Regions from separate parts of the Pan troglodytes genome. Here all the other regions are linked to region 2. Evidence: chromatin contacts called from public HiChIP or PLAC-seq data. All regions are on one chromosome and are shown on one strand. The core of a region is the stretch at or near the end of the contact, and the rest is flanking DNA. Distances in the headings are between cores, read along the strand shown. Region 1 holds the start of TLCD2 (TLC domain containing 2). Region 2 holds the start of DPH1 (diphthamide biosynthesis 1). Region 3 holds the start of RILP (Rab interacting lysosomal protein).

The links. HiChIP or PLAC-seq counts read pairs in DNA pulled down with a chosen protein or histone mark.
Region 1: an H3K4me3 HiChIP or PLAC-seq map of stem cell-derived excitatory neurons shows a contact between it and region 2, with 7 times the contacts expected there. The contact joins the promoter of TLCD2 here to the promoter of DPH1 in region 2. A contact is called at or near these places in 1 of 7 Hi-C or Micro-C datasets (stem cell-derived neural progenitor cells) and 1 of 1 datasets of contacts at active chromatin or transcription factors (stem cell-derived excitatory neurons).
Region 3: a contact with region 2 is called in an H3K4me3 HiChIP or PLAC-seq map of stem cell-derived excitatory neurons, with 5 times the contacts expected there. The contact joins the promoter of RILP here to the promoter of DPH1 in region 2. A contact is called at or near these places in 1 of 1 datasets of contacts at active chromatin or transcription factors (stem cell-derived excitatory neurons) and 1 of 1 other capture datasets (stem cell-derived neural stem cells).

The regions. Positions count from the first base shown.
Region 1 is chr19:12,191,700-12,196,282 of NHGRI_mPanTro3-v2.0_pri, forward strand. It overlaps TLCD2 (TLC domain containing 2), which reads right to left and starts at 1,955. Exons shown (of 3, transcript XM_054669934.2): 1 at 1,711-1,955; 2 at 1,142-1,224. The coding sequence starts at 1,864. LOC129137515 (a long non-coding RNA gene) reads right to left here. Exons shown (of 5, transcript XR_010152744.1): 5 at 3,135-4,583.
Region 2 is chr19:12,519,289-12,524,104 of NHGRI_mPanTro3-v2.0_pri, forward strand. It overlaps DPH1 (diphthamide biosynthesis 1), which reads left to right and starts at 1,863. Exons shown (of 13, transcript XM_063798174.1): 1 at 1,863-1,978. The coding sequence starts at 1,903.
Region 3 is chr19:12,131,290-12,135,613 of NHGRI_mPanTro3-v2.0_pri, forward strand. RILP (Rab interacting lysosomal protein) reads right to left here and starts at 2,417. Exons shown (of 8, transcript XM_016931144.4): 1 at 2,122-2,417; 2 at 1,957-2,050; 3 at 1,745-1,851; 4 at 1,383-1,628; 5 at 934-1,079; 6 at 419-541. The coding sequence starts at 2,349. It overlaps PRPF8 (pre-mRNA processing factor 8), which reads right to left. Exons shown (of 43, transcript XM_016931138.4): 40 at 4,195-4,324; 41 at 3,961-4,100; 42 at 3,655-3,857; 43 at 3,176-3,503. The coding sequence ends at 3,349.

The DNA.
Region 1 (4,583 bases), core at 705-3,204, 330 kb before region 2:
CAGCCTTGAAACAACCCTTCCATAGATGGAACCAGGCTTGGCCCAGGGAGGGGCTGTCTCACCCCCTAATGCCCCCTTAACTTCCCATTCCTGGGCTTGCTTGCTTTTTTTTTTTTTTTGAGACAGACTCTCACTCTGTCACCAGGCTGGAGTGCAGTGGTGTGATCTTGGCTCACTGCAACCTCTGCCTCCTGGGTTCAAGCAATTCTCCTGCCTCAGCTTCCGGAGTAGCTGGGACTACCGGTGCGCGCCACCACACCCAGGTAATTTTTGTATTTTTAGTAGAGACGGGGTTTCACTGTGTTAGTCAGGATGGTCTCGATCTCCTGACCTCGTGATCCACCCGCCTCGGCCTCCCAGTGTGCTGGGATTATAGGCGTGAGCCACCGTGCCTGGCCTAGGGCTTTCATGCCCCATACCCACACCCTATACCAGGACACCCCCTTCTCAGAAAAGCTCCATATTCCACATTTCTGTGATCAGCTGGACACCTGTGGGGGCACCCAAACTCCTTAGGCTCACATGGTGGGTGCCCTGGCATGGTGGGTGCCCTTGTATGGTGGGTGCCCTGGCATGGTGGGTGCCCTTGTATGGTGGGTGCCCTGGCATGGTAGGTGCCCTGGCCTGGTGGGTATCTGGACTCCCCAGCTGTGGCCAGCAGCCGCCTCCTCCCCCTAACTCAGCCTAAGACTGGGAGCCAAGCACCAGCTGGGGGCAGAAACTGTGGGAAATTATAGGACAGAAAAATGAAGAGAGGGCCAGGGGCGGTGGCTCATGCTTGTAATCCCAGCACTTTGGAAGGCTGAAGTGAGCGGATCACCTGAGGTCAGAAGTTCGAGACCAGCCTGGCCAACATGGAGAAACCCCGTTTTTACTAAAAATACAAAAAATTACTTGGGCATGGTGGCAGGTGCCTGTAATCCCAGCTACGTGGGAGGCTGAGGCAGGAGAATTGCTTGAACCCAGGAGGCGAAGGTTGCAGTGAACAGAGGCCGAACCACTGGACTCCAGCCTGGGTGACAGAGTGAGACTCCGTCTCAAAAAAAAAAAAAAAAAAAAGAATGAGGAGAGACTGGGAACCTCGGGCTGAACAGGGCTCCCCTCCTCCCTTCCTGTCTGGCTTCTCCCCTCAGAGTCTCACCACCAAATGATGACAGAGAAGATCCCAGGTCTTGCCCAAGGTCTGGTTCCACAGCAGGTCAGCTCCGTCTGCCAGGAAGTAACCTGTGGGCATGGGGGTAGGGGTTAGGCTGCTCCAGAGCCCGGGCAGCTTAGAGAGGATTTCCAGCCCCCCCGCCCCGCCCCTCTCCCAGTTCTTCGTTTTCCCTCGGTAAAGCCTTCAGGAACGTTTAACCCCCATGGGGGCGGGGAATGGACCTCGAAGGACAGCAGAAGCTGCCCCCCGCCCCATCCCCACCACCGGCCCAGCCTTCCCTGCAGACTCACCCACAGACACAGCCACCAGCACCAGAGCCCAGCGCGGGTGGCCATGGATGGGGTCGGCGGCCATCTGAGGGTACAGTGACAGGCTGGGGGCATGGGGTGGGGACATGGGGGGGGGGCATGGTCAGCCTCTCGAGGCCCCGGCCGCAGTCTCCCTGTGCGCACCCCCACCCCAGTCTCAGCTCTGGAGACGCCCGGCGGGTCTCCCGGCCTCAGCCTCCCACCCCTCGCCCTCGCCCCGTGCGCCTCGAGCCCCCAAGCCCGCACCCGAGCAGCGCCCCGGTCCCCGAGAGCAGGCTGTGCGCCAGGGAGACGCAGAGGTTCCACCACTGTCAGCGGTCCCGAGCCGCCGCAGCCCCCAGTGCAGCCCCCGGAACGCGAGGAAGGAGGCGCCGGCCACCAGGAGCCCCGTGGGAGCCATGGCCTGGCGGTTGGGGGGGTGCGGGGGGTCCGGGTCGGTCCCCTCGGCGCCCGCGCTCTCGGCCGGGACTGGGAACCCGCTTCCCGGCAGGGCTGGGGCCCCGGCTCCCCTCCCCGCCGCGCCTTCGGGATCAGCAGGAACTTTTCCCCGTTCGTCCACGCCCAGTCCCTCGCCTGTGCGGTGATTGGAGCAGCCGCGGGGCCGCCGCCCCCGGAGCCTTGGCCACCGATTGCGTCTTGCTCCAGCCGGGGGAGCGGTTCGGGGGCTCCGGGCAGTAGACCATGCCCTGGAGCTCGGGGGGCCTCCGGGATGTTCGCCAATAGGGGTCCTCCCCAGCTCCAAGCGTCCTGAAGCGCTGGAGTTGCAGACCTGGGTCTCCAGTCTAACCTCACCTGACACTCCCGGGCCCCACCCACGAACCTTGACCTCCTCTTCCCGGCTCCCGCGACTTTCACCTGCTGAGCGTCATCACCACCCACCGCCACACCCTGCAAGGCAGAGGCTAGCGCAGCCCACTCGTACCTGCCCGAGCCTGGCCGCCGCCCCCACTTCCCTCCCCGCGTCCGTGGTGGGGACGGGGTGCCCCACTTTCTTGGAGTCACCCCTTCTGCCTCCTGAGGTTTCCACGCCTTTACCATATCCCGGCAAACCTGTAATTCCAGCAGTTCTGCTCCCCCTCCCCCACAACCCCCAGGAGCCCCCATGTTGGAGAAGCGACCCACTGGGCCCCGGCCCGACCCCCAGCATTGTTTTCGGCCCTACGGAGGAGCCTCATTAGGAAGAGGACGCAAAAGGGAATCGCTGGCCCCCAGTCTTGAAAAGCACTTCCTTCCCCAAGGGCTTGGTACCCGTTGGGTGGGTAGAATATCTTCAATCCGAGGGCAAGGAAAGGTAACACAGGGTCCCTTCAAGGCTGGGACAGAGTCAGAAGAGAAAAACAGACCTGTCCTGCTCTCAGTAGCAGGGGGGTTAGGATTCCGGAACCCTCCAGCCTTAAGAGGAAGAGCCTCCCCCAGCCCCTCACCACCTGAAGAGCCCCAGGTTGCACTGCTTTCCTTCCACCTTACTCCACTCCACCTCTTCAGCTGGCAGACAGTCAGCAAGTCAGAGCTGTTTCCTGCAGGCTGAGAGGGAGGATTCCAGCTACTTCAAAGAATTAAGTTCATAAACCAAGAGGTGCCCCAACCAAACCTTCTCACCAAAAAAGCTGAGGTCTTCCCTTCATTCTTCTACTCCCACCTCTCCAAAGGTTTAAATAATAACACTGATCTCTTAAATTATATTTATTATATGAAATACAAAATGTAGAAAATTTGGAAATTACAGAAAAACCAAAGATGAAAATTACAGTGACTTTGTTCCACCATACAAAGATAACCACTCAACATTTTTTAGTATGCCTTCCGTCTTTTTTATCTGCTCTACGTATACAAGTATACACCCATATTTTAAAAAACAAAATTGAAATCACATAACATGCACTATTTTTACAACCTTATAATATTCAAGGAGCACTTTTCTTTCAGTCAGATGTTCTTTTACATGACTTTTAATGTCTGCGCGGTACTCCACCATCTGGATGGAGATACAATAATTTACTTAAGCAATCCCCTATTGCAAACTTTCGTTACAGCAGAAAAGGAATAAATTCCCAACCAAACCATTGCTTCCCATTTTTCTCCATTGCAATGCTGGGATGAACATCTTATCACTAACTAAATCCTTAAGTATTTTCTTAGGATAAATTCCCAAAGATAGAATTCGTAGGTCAAATGACATGGAGGCTTTTAGGCCACATGACACATATCACCCAACTGTCATCCAGGAAGCCTGCACCGATGTATACTCCCACACGCAATGTATGGGAATGTTTTTTCAGTAGTCTCTTTGCTAATATCGGGTCTTTTTTTTTCTGTTATGGTTTGCTAAGGGAAAAATGCTTCCAGCTCTATTTGCCTTTCTTTAATTACTAATGAAGCATACTTTTTTTCATGGTTTTATCCATTCAGATTTCTTTTATGAATTTCCTGTGTGTGTCCTTTCGCAGATGGTTCTTGGTCCTTGAGGCTGCTTATATAAACATTACAGGCTGGGCGGAGGTGGAAGTAGGGCGGTGAAGCCACAGGGCACCGCACTATGGTGCCACATCTCGGAGGCAGAAAGCCTGGAGAGAAATGGTGATCCAAGTAGGAGAGGGCTGGAGGCTCGCCGTCAATGGAGGCTGGCTGCCCTCCCTCCTCTTGGGGTGCTCCTGGCCTTTAGGGGCTCCTCTGCTGGATGCCCAGGTAGGACCCTGTGCTCTCCAGGCCTGGTCCTTCACTGGTCTCCATATTCCCAGGCTGCCTCTCCTCACCTCTGCTCCATGATGCGTGAAGATGGCAGAGGCACATAGCGAGGGCTGGAGGGAGATGCTGTGGCCAGTGAAGCAAGGAGAAAGTACGGAGGCAGTGTCCAGGGACAGAGTGACCTTTGTTGCAGCCTATGAGTCTATCCCCTGCTTCTCTACCACTGTCCCACACGCATCCTGCCCCTCAGCTTGGCTGCAGAAGAGCAGGGTTCCACGGTCTACTCTTCTCCACATCCTTGAGTTTTTCACAAGCGGAGGACAAGATACAGCTCCCTGCACATCTCCTCCCACCAAATCGAACAGACACAGCTTCCTGTAGCCGCTAGGTGAGAATGGATCAGGGCTGGAGGTGGCAGGTTTATACTCACTGCC
Region 2 (4,816 bases), core at 613-3,112:
TGCCCTCAGCCCAAGCTGAATGGCAGCCCCCAATGTCCTGCACCACGGGGTCTTGGGGAAGCATTCTCACATCTGTTCTTCATGTCCAGTTCTCCTAGGCATCATCCGGCTTCCTAATGGGGGCCAGAGCAGCTCATTAGGCACAGCGGGTGCGGGGCAATGTTACAAGAGGGATGGGACCTTCGCCATCAAACAGGCCCCACCTCTGATGAGGGAAAGGTCCCAAGGGATATGGCGCCTGCTAGGGAGAAGCCATTGCTCAATTGGAGCCAGTCCTTTCCCCTTGAAACTCCATGCTGCAGTCACAGCTAAGGCTGTCCACAGGCTGGGCAGCGGTGTCCTGAGAGAGGAGGGGCTGAGCTCCTGGAATTCAGATCTTGCACCCTGGGGATCCAGAGAAGCTGGGGGGAGATGGGAAGGTCTAGTCCGGACGCTTATCGAGTTGAGGGGAGTGTTCCTGGGACCCACATTGGTCACTTTTCTGTCTAGAGCTACCTGTCCTAAGAGTGCCGGTGGCCTGGGGGGCACAGCACTGACCCTTGGTGATGGTCCCTCAGCTGCTCACTCCCTGCCTGTCCAGCCATTCCTCCTCTCTGGGCAGCCTCCCAGGCAGGGCCTGTCTCTGGCTGCTTGTTTTTACTTCTCCCTGCACCTTAATTAGGGGTTTCCAAGCAGGGAGGGCCTCTGGGGGAGCCCGAGGCCACAGAGCTGACTTAAAGGGCCAGCTGTGCTCACAGCACCACCGCAGAGAGAGGAGGAGGATGCCAGGGGGCTGGGTAGACCGTCAGCCCTGGAAGACCATTGTTCCCCGGGACAGACTGCTGAGGGCCAGTCCTGCAGGTACTTTGCTCTTCCAAAGGTCAAAGCCATCTCACTGGCTGTCTTCTCTTTGGGGTCTCTGGGGCTCTGGCCAGTGATCAGGAGAAAGACCAGCCCTGAGGGGCAGGGCAAAGGTTGGCCAGGGTCCAGAAGGGTTAGACATCACAGTCCTCCACTGCCCACCTTCCCAGGAAAGTACCCTCAGGCTGTGGGCCTTCCCCAGAGGGGCAGTTTCTACAGGGTCTACGCAGTGGATTCTAAAGGTGATAAAGGCTGGGTGCAGTGGCTCGCGCCTGTAATCCCAGCACTTTGGGAGGCCAAAGTGGGAGGATTGCTTGAGTCCAGAGGTTCAAGACCAGCTTGAGCAAAATAGTGAAACCTTATCTCTACTAAAAAAAAAATTAGCTGAATGTACGCCTGTGGTCCCGGGTACTCAGGGGGCTGAGGCAGGAAGATGACTTGAGCCCAGAAGGTTGAGACTGCTGTGAACCATGATCGCACCACTGCACTCCAGCCTGGGCGACAGACCAAGACCCTGTCTCAAAAAAAATAATTTAAAAAGCTGATAAGGGCGATCCAGAAACCTGCACCAAGACTCTCAACTTGGAGCTGGGCTGGTGGTCCCTGAGTTCTGTCCTGCCGGACAGTGGAGTCCCCCTAGTAGGGAACGTGGCCCCACACGGCGGCCGGGTGACCGACCACTGCTTACCAGGAGGGGAGACTGGCAGGGGGGGCTCAAGGAACATCTGGTGGGTGTCCCCTTCACAAGACTCGGCCTGCAGAGTTCGTGCAGGGAGTTCGCACATAGGAGAGCACCGGTCCGGGAGCGCCAGGATCGTGCCCGGCCGGGGAGAGGAGCGGGAGACTAAGTCGCAGGGCAAGGGCAACTGCCATAGTCGGGGACCTCTAGGGAATCCTGAGTCCCGGCATTCTGGGCTGGGGTGGAGCCCACTACAGCCCCGCCCCTATCTCCTCCTTTATGGCCCCGCCCAGCGGGTATCCCCCGCCCCCGCTGACCGATCGGCGATCGATCGCAATGTCTGCGCTCTCCGCGTTCTTCCAGCGCTGTCTTTTTAGTACCACATGCGCAGGCAGGTGATGGCGGCGCTGGTTGTATCCGGGGCAGCGGAGCAGGGCGGCCGAAACGGCCCTGGCAGAGGTGGGTGCTGGAACGCTGCGCCCTCCAGACCTCGCATCTCGGGGCGGGGCCCCCAAGTTAGGGACAGGACCAACCCCCTTTAACGGCGGCGGCGCCTTTCTCCGCTAGATCCCGCTGTTAGTCGCCTTGGGCCGCCCTCACCAGCTCGGGGTCGCTGTCAGCCGGAGCCCAGGGGTACCAGTCTTTTGCAGCTTTAGGGCACGACCGAGAGCAGCCCTTAATCCTCCAATCGGAAACTACAGCCTTGTCTTGGCGGGCAGACGGATAAAATGGACTCGACGGGGAGGGAAAGGGCCAGGCCAGATGCAGCGGGCATTTTACGAGTGCGCCCTCAGGGAATGCTTTCAGGAAAGAGGCAAAAGGTTTCATTCGCCAGGCATTAACTGAGCGCCCACCGAATGCCAGGCCTGCGCTGGGTGCAGGTACTAGAATCAGAGATCTCAGTCTACTGGGGGAATGTTAATGTAAACATATCATAGCCACGTGATAAAGGAGGAGGTGCCTACTGGTCCCTGGGACACATTGAAGGGCTAACGTTAGCAGTTCCTTACACCCCAGCGACCACTAGGGACCTGTCAGAGGAGGATCTGTAATGGGCCTAGGAAGCCTAGGCTGATTGTCCAAGGCTTTTGAAACAACTGCCCAAAAACCATAGCAGTGGTAACGTTCAAATCTGATCTCAGGGCCCCAGCCTCCGCTGGACCATCCCCACCGCCGCCCACACAGTGGGTGAAGCCTCATGTCTGGGCGGGTCCCTCCTATCATAGTGTGGGGCCCTAGCAGAAGTTGTGGCACATAGCACAGTCTCAATACATACTCGTTGAATAAGTTAATTTCTTGCCTTTTCATATCCTCAGACTCTGTGGCTCCTGAAGAGATAACGGGGTTGAACTAAGCTTAATTGTCGGGGCAGGGCATAGTGGCTTACACCTTTAGTCTGAGCACTTTGGGAGGCTAAGGAGGATTGTGTGAGCCCAGGAATTCCACACCAGTCTGGGCAACATAGGGGGACCCTGTATGCACAAAAAAATAAAAAATAGCCGTGCGTGGCCGGGCACGGTGGCTTACACCTGTAATCCCAGCACTCTGGGAGGCTGAGGCGGGCGGATTACCTGAGGTTAGGAGTTTGAGACCAGCCTGGCCAACATGGTGAAACCCTGTCTCTACTAAAAATACAAAAATTAGCCGAGTGTGGTAGCACACGCCTGTAATCCCAGCTACTCGGGAGGCTGAGGCAGGAGAATTGCTTGAGTCCGAGAGGCTGAGGTTGCAGTGAGCCGAGATTGCACCACTGCACTCCAGCCTGGCCAACAGACAGAGTGAGACTCTGTCTCAAAAAAAAAAAAAAAAAAAAAAAAATTAGCCCTGCGTCTTGGCACATGCCTGTGGTCCTAGCTACTGGGGAGGCTGAGGTGGGAGGATTATCGTTTGAGCCCAGGAGGTCGAGGCCGCAGTGGACCATGATTGCGCCCCTGCACTCCAGCCTGGGTGATGGAGTGAGACCCTGCCTTAAAAAATAATAAGATGAATTGTTTATTCAGCTTATTATTTTTTATCCTACTTAGGAGTAGGATGAGACCAGAGTAAGAGTTGCAGTTTGCTAAGGGCTACGGTTTCCCCTTTACTCCAGGAGTTGTAATTATGTGTATACCTGTCTTTTCCCCCCCTAGACTGCTGGTCCCTAAGGGACAAGGTCACTTTTCTGTCCTTAGTGGTACGTCCACCACCCTGACTCAAGTGTTCTTTCCATCCTTCCTGGTTTAAGAGTAAGGAGGAGCAATGGGACAGCTAAGTCAGTCAAATGTATGATGTTTATTTCCCTTTTAAATGAGGAGAAGTAAGCGTGAAAGAACGAACAGTGTGGCCACAGTCAGTGGGGTTCTGAGTCAGGAGGGCAGTCTTTTAAGTTAGTATTCATGTTTAACGGTTTGCTTATAGACCTCATATCTATAAGCTCAAAACTTCAAGGTGTCCTCAGGAGGTGGGAGAGGGGGGACATTCTCCCAGGCTGGCTGGGCTGGCTAGACTGACTCTTAGGTTTTCCGCAGGGCTGTTCTCTATCAGGGAGCAGTATATGGACTCAGACTCATTCTTTGCCCCTTAGCCCCTGGTGTCACCTCTGCTCTCCTGAGGAAGAAGGTGAGCCATATTCTATTCATGGGCTCAAGTCTTCGATTCCCAGTGATTTCACAACATGGAAATTATACCGGTTACCTTCTGGCTTAATGAATTGTCTCTACCTTCAGGATGAATTCAGTGAGAACGAAAGCTGGGCCAACCCCCTTGGTGTCTGGATCTGGCCCTTAAACTTGGTGGAGTTAACAGCTTAGCTGGGTCTTGTTACCAAACTCAACTTGGGTCTTCCCATCCACACAAAGCAAAAGCCAAACACTGACATTGAGATTTGCAGGGAGAGAACAAGCATTTATTGTAAGGCACCAAGCAGGGAGACTGGGCAGCTAAAGCTTAAGACCTAAACTTCCTGATGGCTTACAAGCAAAGGGTTTTTATTTTATTTATTTATTTACTTATTTTTGAGATGGTGTCTCGCTCTGTTGCCCAGGCTGGAGTGCAGCGGCGCGATCTCGGCTCACTGCAAGCTCCGCCTCCCGGGTTCACGCCATTCTCCTGCCTTAGCTGGGACTACAGGTGCCTGCCACCAGGCCCGGCTAATTTTTTGTATTTTTAGTAGAGAGTAGTATTTCCCCGTGTTAGCCAGGATGGTCTCGATCTCCTGATCTCGTGATCCGCCCACCTCAGCCTCCCAAAGTGCTGGGATTACAGGCGTGAGCCACCGCGCCCGGCTGCAGAGGGTTTTTAAAGGCTGGGCTTCTGGGG
Region 3 (4,324 bases), core at 1,167-3,666, 390 kb before region 2:
AGGCGTGAGCCACCGCGCCCTGCCAAGGGTTTATTTTATAGCTTGACACACAGCAGGCCCTGACACAGCCGCGGCTACAGTTTCACCCCCGTAAGAATAAACAGACCCAGCCAAGACAGGAACTTGAAGAATGAATGTGGAGAGGCAGCGTTGTCAGGCAGAATGGACGGCAGGCAAGGCAAGGGGAGTGGTGAGATCCAGGGAGAAGGGCGCAGGCTGGACAGCGGCCATGGGACACAGCCAGACCAGGTCAGCAGGCCCTAGAAGCGGCCAGGCTAGGGAGGCTCAAGGGGTGACCAGGTTGGGGTGACAGCCTCAGTCTGAGACAATGGGCTCAGAGGGTGACCAGGCTGGTCATCAGGCTCAGCAGAATGAGGGAGGGAGGCCTGGCTCCGTGGGAATGCAGGCAGGGACCTACCTGCTCTCTGCTTCCTCTGGTGTCCCTAACATCTTGGCCTTGATCTTCTTCCGCTGCTTCCGGACAGCCACCTTCATGGCCTCGAGCAGAAGGCCGGGGACCCGGTGGTCTGTGAGCAGCTCCCTAAAGAAAAGGGGCAGGGAGGGGGAAAGCCCTGGTGATGCCAGCCATGGGGATGCCAGCAGTGGAGATGCCAGCCGCAGTCCTCACTCCTGGTACGTGTGCACGCAGCTCTTCCCTGAACACGGGAAGCGCTCTGCCTTGCTGACACACTCAGACCTTAAATTAGGTGGCCCCATGGCCCCCTCCTAGGAGAGCTTCCCTGGCTGCTGCAGCTGCAGCCCTTTGTACTGTCCCTCTCCCCTGTCTGGATGACATTGCAGGAGGGCAAGGGCTGTACAATTCATGTCCTCCCAGTTCCCAGCGCAGGCCTGGCACATGTCACTGTGGACATGTCAATGACTGGAGAATGAGGTGGGGTGATCGGAGGCCCCCCGGCTTCCCAGCGTCCTCACCGCTGGAAGTAGGCCAGTTCCTCCTTGAGCAGGAACACTTTGGCTTTGAGTTCATTCCGCTCCTGAAGGATTTGCTCAAACTCCTCCCGACTGAAGCGGCACTGTCCTGCCTCCGAGGGGCCCCCGAGCTGCTGCGCGGCCTCCGCCTTTGGAAGGACAGGCACAGTCAGAGGGTCGCCTCGGCTGGCGTTCCCCCGCCCCAGGGCCATCATGGGAATGCTAGAGGAAGTGACGGGCCGGGAGACTTGGGGGACAAGGGTGCCCTGACAGATAACAGAGCAGTGCTCCAGGTGAGAGCGGGGGCCGAGGCCGGCCGGGGGCGCAGATCTGTCTGCCACCTCCCCGCTTCCTGGCCGACCTGCTGTGCAGCATGCAAACCTTGCTTGAGTGCCCACCGAGGGCTGGACGCTGAGTCCTGGGCTGGGTCCTTGCCCTCATACGGCACTCACCGGGTCCTCAGGGTTCCCTGGGGCGCCTGCGCCGGCGGTCGCCCATTCGGGCTCCTGTCCGTGCTGGTGCCCGGGCCGCCCGGCCTGCCCCCGCGCTCGCTCTTTAGCCTGCGGAGTCGCGGCTTCGCCAGGCTGCTGGCGCTCCCTCTCGCGGTCCTGCGCGGCGCGCAGCTGGGTCTGCACGGCCGCCAGCTTGTGCCGCAGCTCAGCGTTCACCAGCAGGAGGCGCTGCAGCTGCTCCTGCAACTGGGAGCGGAGCAAAGGGTGGGGTGGGCGGGGCACCGAGGGCCCCCGGAGCCCCGCCCCGCGCCCGCCTCGCTCCGCCCCCGCCCCGCCCCGCCCCGCCCGCGCCCCGCCCTCACCGCCTCGGTCTCCTGGCCGCGCTGCCGCAGGTCGCGGTTGTGCGCCCGGAGTTCGTCCCGCTGTCGGTCCGTGACCTCCTTGAGCTGCCGCAGCAGCGCGCGCTCCTCTGAGGAAGGGGCGTTCTTAGCGGCGGCGGCGCGCGGCCCGCGGGAGGGAGGGGAGGACCCGAGCAGGTCGCCACCCGCCCTGCCCTGGCCGGGGCTGCGCTTACCCTGTGGCCCCGCGCGCAGCTCCCTGCGGAGGCGCTCGTTCTCCTCCCGCAGCCGCCGCAGCTCCTGCTCCGCCTGCTGCGCCGACACCTGCAGCTGGGGAGACCCCGGTCTCAGGCTTCGGCCCTGCCGGCCCCGTGGGTGGCGAAGGGAGGGCCATGACTCACCGAGTCCGGGGCGGGCCCCACGGCAGCCTGTTCCAAGAGCTCCAGCGCCCGCACCACTAGCGGCACCAGCCCGGCCGCCGCCTCCGGCCCGAAACGGCGCGCCAGATCCTGCAGCTCAGTGCCCAGGGCCCCGGCTAGATGGTACACAAGCTCCGCGGCCGATGCCGACCCCGCGGCCTCCCGAGACCCCCAGCCAGGCGCCCCAGGCGCCGCCCTCCTGGGCTCCATGTCTCCCAGAGGCTTAGGGCTGCAACCCCCCCCCCCCCCCCCCGCCTCCACTGGGACGGGGAAAAGCGAAACAGTTCCGCCCCAGGAAGCCGTTTAGGGCGGTGTGGGCGGGGTAGAAGCGATAAGGGTAGGGAGGAACGAGGAAGGGAGAAGGCGTGGGGTAGGGAGATAGTGCCCTAGGTCGCCTGGGCCCTGTCCTTTCCACCCCCAAGGTCACAGGAAACAAGACAGCCAACTTCCAGCCAGGCGTCCAAGAGCTGAGGCTCAGGGCTGCAAGTGGTCACTTGAGTGGAGCCCTCCCCACAGGCCCAATCCAGGCTCCGCCCGTTTGGAGTCATGGGGCCAACTTGGCAGTGGCCGGCTCCAGGCGAGAGGTGACAGGTAGGCAGCCGGTCTCTGGCCTCCGCCCGGCTGTACACAAACTGCCTGCCTGTGTGCTTGTTTTCCTGACCAGGACTGACACAGAAAGCTTAAAGGGCTGGGCTGGACACCGCAGCCGCTCAGCACAAGCCACAGAGTTCCTAGACCCGGGAAAGGGCAACTGCTCCCAAAACTGTGGAAAGGAGGCGAGAGCTTCCAAGTAGTTTTGTGGAGAAAGCAGCAAATGTGGTCAAGGCAGCGGAGTGTGAAAGCCCAGCCCCGCCTCAGGTCTCCAGAGTCCAGGGGCTATTTACCCCAAAGCCCTGAATAGGAAGGGGGCCTCACACTCCCCCTTCACAGCCGAGCCCAGCATCTTGCTGTGAACCGCTCCAGTCCGGCCTCCTGTTAGACCTAAATCCAGAATTTGAGTTCGGGGGGAAAAAAAAAAACAAACCAGCCCCTGAACTCCTATTTATACAAAATTTATTATTATATTTTATTCAGGATGACAAGCCATCAGGAGGTCAACAACACAAGCACAGACAGAGGGAAAGAGGCCAAACTGCTGAATGTCAGCGGCCTGTCTGGAGGGGCTGAGGCTCCGGCCTCGGGAGGCTGAAGCAGGAGGCAGGGAAACAGTCAGGCATACAGGTCCTCCCGATCCGCAGAGTAAACCTCCCCCTCCTGCAGGAGAGCAAAGTTGAGGAAGTGGGAGGGCCTGTGCACCTCGTGGTAGAACTCTTTGGGGTTCGCCAGCTGTAGCTCATATTTCATGTTGGGGTCATGCCGAACACCTTCGGGGAGAAGGAAACAGCCAATGTTAACAAGGCTCCTGCCTCATGCAGCCTGCGCCACCTCCAAGCCAGCCAGGCCCCAAGTGCAAAGGGCGATGGCCTCACCTTATCCCTACTGCTATCCCCACATCCCCAGGCTCCTCCCACTTACCCATGAAGTTGTAGTTCCACGAGGACTGGGCAGGGACCATGAAGAAGCCAAGGAAACGGTCCGACAGCAGCATCTGCACCCTCTCATAGTGTGAAGGCAGGTAGCCCTTGGGGTTGTTGCCCTTGTCTGTGTTCTGGCGGCCCCATTCGTAGCCACTGGGGGTCAGCTTGTAGGCCGTCAGTGTACAGGAGCCTGGTGTGAAGCTGGGGGAGGAACGAGGACAGAGTAACAGCTCAGGCCACTGTTCTGGGCCCTGGCCTGCAATCCCTGCCCCACCATATTTCCTCCCAAGGAGCCCAGGCCCACCTGCATGTGATGATAATGGTCTTCTCGCCATCCCAAGATGGGTTGTCAGCCATGATCTTGGCGTGGGTGGTGACATCCTGGGGTGATAACTGCGGGGACTCATTGGGCTGAGTGTGGATCCAACCTAAGGGTTCCATCTCCTATAGGTAAAGAGGAGTACAAAGCTGAATCCCATCCACAGACAGGAATCGCACCAGCTTTTCCACACTCCCAGGCTCCATCACTCCCCAATACCTTGAGGTACTCATGCTGGGGCAGCTGGCCAGGCAGGTGCACGGTCTGGTGAGTGCCCCACTGCGGCACCATCACGATGCAGCGGATCTCCTTCACCTGGGGGTTATCTGGTGGGCTCACCCCATATAGG